2 separate regions of the Oryctolagus cuniculus genome follow, and region 1 is linked to region 2. The links are chromatin contacts, called in public Hi-C maps. All regions are on one chromosome and are shown on one strand. The core of a region is the stretch at or near the end of the contact, and the rest is flanking DNA. Distances in the headings are between cores, read along the strand shown. Region 1 has its middle 18 kb from the start of GPRC5A. Region 2 overlaps APOLD1 (apolipoprotein L domain containing 1).

Region 1 (2,700 bases), core at 86-2,585, 110 kb before region 2:
ACAGTTACTTCCAAAAACGTTCCAAGGACTCCCTCCTCCTGTGCTCTCCCACACACCACAGGGAGTGAGGGATTCTCCAGGGGTGTGGCCCCTGCCCCCTGGTTCCTCCACACAGAGAAGAGAGTGTGGAGTTCTGACTCGAAACTGGTCCCAAGGAAGTTGAAGGATTATCCCATGGGCCGGGGAAAATGAAGACGAACTCTTTGCCTCGTGTCGCGGTTCCTGCTTTGACAACCTACATTCCCAAGAAGCAAAGGACCTATAGTTAACCAGAAAACATCCGTTCTTGTCGCTCCCCCTCTTCGTGGAGGAACGACACCAAACCCTGCCTAGGCTTCATATCCGAGTCACGGCACCATTATGTCGCTCCCCCTCTTCGTGGAGGAGCAACACAGGACCCTGCGCTGTTCTTTCGTCTGCTCGGCCCTCCCCGGGTTTGCTGCTGGTTCTTCCTGGGTTGGCTACTATCCCTTCCACCTCCGTGGAAGGGCAGTTCCCCCTGGCCACATTCCCCACTTCCGCAGGGGAGCGGCACACCGCCGGCCGGCTCGTCTCGGGGGCTGCACAGGTGCTCCTTCAGCTAGATGTTCCCCTTAGATGTTCCTGGTGCATGCCGTCTCTCTCCTCCTTTATAGTCCTCCTCCGCCAATCCTAACTCGGCTGCCCACACGCCGAGTACGCTGCTCTCCAATCAGGAGCAAGTCCTACAGTTTATTGATTGAACTGGAGGCAGCTGTGCAGAAGCTGTTTTCTTCTCTCCCAGCGCCATATTGTGGGAGAGCAGATGCATAGAATAAGTCTTAATTCCAGTAACTTAGTCCAGTCCGGATTGCTCCCCACAGTTCTCACCCACTCCCTCTCCCCATGGCTTACGTAGAGGAGAGAAGACGACCAGAGGAGAAATCAAGGGAAGAAAAGGCAAATGGGCAAAGGAAAACAAGAGGAATGCTTAAAATATATGTCATTTCATTTCATTTCATCTGATTTTTTTTTACTCAATACTCCCTTGGGGAAAGGGTCTAGAACTGACCACATATCTACAGCAGAAAGAGCAGAGACCCAGAAATCTGGTCCTGGTGGTTTTAACTCCACCAGCCCTGAGTTTCCTCTTCTCCAAAAGGAGGGCCCAAACTCTCAAATCTTAGGTTCTGGAGTGTTCCAGAAAGATCAGGAAGGTTCTAGAAATCTGAAGGTTGCGGCACTCAGGGTCAAGCACCCACACATTTGCCACAAGGATGCATCTGTGCCCTTAGAAACTCCTAGAGCCAAGAAGGGCAAAGCTTTGGTCTGCCTGAACAGAAGGAATTCCAGAAAACAACCACAAGGCCAGGCCACAGAACTTCTAAGGGTAGCAGTCTACAAACCAAGGAGTCTCAGCGCTCCACACTTGAGAAAAAATTTTTTCTGCTGCTGTCGCCTCCCAGTCTGAAGTAATCCCATGTTTCACATGGGGCTGGGTGGTGAGTAAACCTGCAAACAACGGTAGCAACAGAAGGAGGCGGGCAAGGAAAGGAAAGACCAGCTGGGTACCGGTCAGCTCCTGGCAAAAAGTTCACATCTGGAAATAAAGGAAGGAAACTCAGGACGCACGGGGCGGGGGCGGGTGTGCAGCGGAATGGGGCTGACGCTTGCATGTCCAGGGTCAGCCTGAGCTCTCCGTTTTGGCACACTTTTTCAAACATGAAGCCAAGGTTCTCACCCTGTAAATATGACTTCACATTAATAACAGCAGCCTATGAGATGATTATCTGTAAAGACGCCAGACTGCATGCAAATAGGCCGGATACGCCTCGCAGAGTTTCACGAAAAGAAGACAAAGGGCAAAGAAATTCTGCCAAAGGACTGAGCACAAACACGCAAGGAAAGCCTTTTAAACGCCCCCCACCCCCACCCCTTGGCCTTTAGCTGCAGCTGGCTTCACAGAAAAGCAACTTTGCAGGTCTGTGGCTGACAGGGCTGAGTCCCTGAGGGCTCAAACCTGGGGTTTTACCGCCATCCAGTGGAAGCAGAGGGTATGGCAGCACTGCCCGGTGAATCAGAGGCACAGGTTCTTTCTCTTCTGACAATGAAAAATGACAAAGATCGTCAAGCTTTATTTCATTATCCCCACTTAGTTCCAAGGAGACAGCACTTTGTTTCCCTGCTATCAATCACCTGGCGTCCCCCAGGCACCAGGCGGGGCTACGCTTTCAGCACGATCTAATGCAGCCCAGCTGGAGATGGGGGCGCCAGGAAGAGCTTTGGACTCCTCTTCTCCAAGGCGAAGAGCCCCTGAAACATCGTCTCAATAACAGAGGAGTTTAGACATGTGCAGAAGACGTGAGACCTGGAGATGAGCTGACAGCCAAGGGCGGTGACAAGTGCTTCTGGAGAATTCACTGAGGCCACAGCCCACTTGCTCAGTCTCACTGACCACTTTTTTTCTTAGAAAGAAAATACGTTCCCAGGGATGGCTGCCATTCCCAGATCCTATTAAGTTTGGGGATTTAAAAAAAAATTTTTTTTTATTTATTAGAGAGGTAGACAAAGATCTCCCATCCACTAGTTAACTCCCCCAAATGCCCACAACAGCCATGGCTGGGCTGTAAAGGCAGGAGCTGGGAAATCAATCCAGGTCTCCCGGGTAGGTTTCAGGGACCCAACGATTTGAGCCATCACCTGCTCCCTTCCAGAATGCTCCTTATCAAGGAACTGGAAGTG
Region 2 (2,700 bases), core at 133-2,632:
GGCCTCAGCTTCTTCATACAACAGGCAGGACTTCATGACTGCTCAGCTGGCCTCCCCTCTCGAAGCATCTGCAGGTCTGGCTTGAAGCCAACCAGGAAAAGTCAGCTCCATTCCCAGGCTACTGGAGGGAGGAGCGGGGCAAGCCAGTTCCAGGTCCCTCTCTGGGTCCTGAATCTTCCTATGAAGCTTAATGAGGCGCAGGTTTGCTCTGGGTTCTGAAATTCCTTGTTACCACAAACTCTGGAAGAGCGGCTTAAAAACAGGTGTCTCCTCTTAGGGGCACTTTGAGGACATCAAAGCCTAGTGGAATTTGGAGGGGACGGGGGGGGGGGGGTATCCTCTCCAGTCTCAGCTCAAACCACCAGAGCAGGGGCAGGCATATGGTGCAGGGGCCTCATCCCATGTCAGAGTGCCTGGATTCCAGGCCCAGCTCTGCTTCCAATGCCGCATCCTGCCGATGCACACCCTAGGAGGCAGCAGGTGATGTTCTAAGAACTTGAGCCCCTGCCACCAATGTGGGAAATCCAGATTGATTTCTGGGCTACTTGCTTCTGTCTGACCTAGCCCTGGCTGTAGCAGGCATCTGGAGAGTGAACCGGTAGACAGAAGATCGCTATCTGTCTCTCTGCCTTTCAAATAAATAAAAAATAAAGAAATAAAAATTTAAAAATAAAAGCCACCATGGTAGTGAGCCCTTGCCTCCTCCGTCCCACCCCAAATGACTTTGAAACAGGAGTGTCTCCCACTGTGGAAGACAGAAAAGGGGAAAAGGTTTCAGTTCACATTGTCCCTCAGGAACACGCAAAAGTCCGCAGCCCCCAAACCCAGACAGGAAGTCACACGTGAGGGTAAAGGGCCTTGGAGACCCTCCCGCTTGGCACAGTTTTCCTCAGTCTTTGCACTCAGCTCAGGGTTTTCCTGCGGGAGTTACAGATTTGGAGCATCCCATGGGGATGGCGTCTGGCCTCGGTCATGGGCGGGAAAGGATGTTCTCAGAAAAACAGCCCCGCGGGCGGGTCAGCTGAGATCTTGAGGTCGTGGCCGAGGCTGGACTTGGTGCAGAGCCGGACCCGGGCCTCCAGCTGCTCGCTGAGTTCGTCCAGGGCCCCCGTGCAGGACTCCAGGCTCTCGGCCAGTTTCTGAATCTTGGCCTTCAGCACGGCCTGGCTCACCCTGGTGGCCCCCTCTGCCCGCCTGGGGACGAGGAAGCCGCGTGAGCCGAAGAAGACGATGAAGTAGACGGAGTTGTACAGGGCCATGGAGGCGTTCCTGCCGCTCTGCAGCAGCTGGCGGTCCCCGCGCCCGTGGCAGCTGCAGAAGAACTCGAGGCAGCTCAGGAGCTCCCGCATCTGGTCCTGGCACGTGGCCGCGATCTCCTGCACCTTCCGTAGCTCCCGGGAGTTGCAGAAGATCAGGGAGAGGTCGGACGTGATGGTGACGGCCCCTCCGGCCGTGGCTACCCCCAACCCCACGGCGGACGCCAGCAGCGAGGCCCCTAGCGTGACCGGGCTGAGGGAGAGCCCCACGACGGCGGCCACAGCGCCCGCCGCGCTCAGCGAGCTGCCCGCCAGGTTGGCCGCCAGGGAGCGCCGGCGGAGGCGCTTGAGGCGCCGCGCCACCTCGCGCAGGCGCAGTAGCTCGCCGTGCAGCCGGCCGCGCCGGTCCAGCAGCAGCCCCTGGAAGCGCCGCAGCGCGTCGGCGTCCCGCCGCTCCCAGGCCGCCGGGCCTTGCATGGCTTGCGCGGACTCGGAGGCGCGGTCAGCCAGGGGCCTCGCCGCCGTCCTCAAGCTGGGGGTCGTCGAAGTTCCGCGGAGCCGCTACTGCCACCTTGCGGGAAGCGGGTCAAGTCCGCGGGAGCCGGCGCTGGGATCTGAGCGGGAATCACGGGTCCTCTGTTCCTCAGGTCCGCATCTGCGAATAGGAATAATGCTCTTTGAGCGTCTTCCCCGGGGAACCCTGGTGATGGACTGCGTCCACTATCTGTTAAGCAAGAGCTGGGCTTGGCGTGATGGGAGAGGGCATTAGATGGCTACGCCAATCCTGAAGCCGTAGCTCTGTTTGAAAGAGCCTCACAAGTGGTGGATTGCACGGCTTGCGAAGCTCTTTCGTTATAGTTTTGGGCAAGGGAGATTTGGAACACAATTTCTCTCTCTCTTCCTCCCTCCCCCCTCCTCCCTGTTCCACCTCTCCCCCTTTCTCTGTCATAGGTGAAAAAAGTCATATTGTCCATAAGAAGCCAAGCCTGGTGCTCACATGAAGCAATTCTTGGCTAAATATTCATCCAGCCTAAGGTGTGGTTGGGGTCACTGATTCCAGCTGGGGCACATCTGGTCTTCAGATAGCTCAATATTTGGCAAAAGTTTAATTAAAACTATTAAATTAATACCATTGTGGCTCTCTTTGTTTTGAAAGTGGCTGACAGCAAAATTAAGTGGCCAACATGTGTTTGCTCTACCAGTCACTGAGAGCCGCCTGGTACCTTGATGGATTGAAACCAATGGGAGGAAATGGAGAAAATGGTATGTCCTAGGGTAAAAAGCCCATCTTTTCTGCTCGCCAGGGGTTCTTGCCTTGGTATCCACTGTCCTCCTCTTTCTTAGGAATTTCTAGTGGCAGATAAGTCATAGACATAGAGCATTTCAAAACCATGAGATATCAGGGCAGAATTCATTCTCACCTGGGTGATGAGGAAGTTGAAAC

What was found. Hi-C and Micro-C count contacts between places; a contact is called where the count stands out from the background.
Region 1: a Hi-C map of skin fibroblasts shows a contact between it and region 2, with 4 times the contacts expected there. The contact joins two enhancer-like sites. A contact is called at or near these places in 3 of 6 Hi-C or Micro-C datasets (embryonic fibroblasts, skin fibroblasts and an unstated tissue).

The regions. Positions count from the first base shown.
Region 1 is chr9:110,542,021-110,544,720 of mOryCun1.1, reverse strand. No RefSeq gene overlaps it. Among named protein-coding and RNA genes, the nearest start is that of GPRC5A, 18 kb to the right of the region's middle. Within about 2 kb of position 1,335, at least 4 of the 8 cell types and tissues checked have an H3K27ac peak or open chromatin away from gene starts, as enhancers often do.
Region 2 is chr9:110,433,818-110,436,517 of mOryCun1.1, reverse strand. APOLD1 (apolipoprotein L domain containing 1) reads right to left here. Exons shown (of 3, transcript XM_051850268.2): 3 at 1-1,911. The coding sequence starts at 1,733. The coding sequence ends at 993. Among named protein-coding and RNA genes, the nearest start is that of DDX47, 24 kb to the left of the region's middle. Within about 2 kb of position 1,382, at least 3 of the 8 cell types and tissues checked have an H3K27ac peak or open chromatin away from gene starts, as enhancers often do.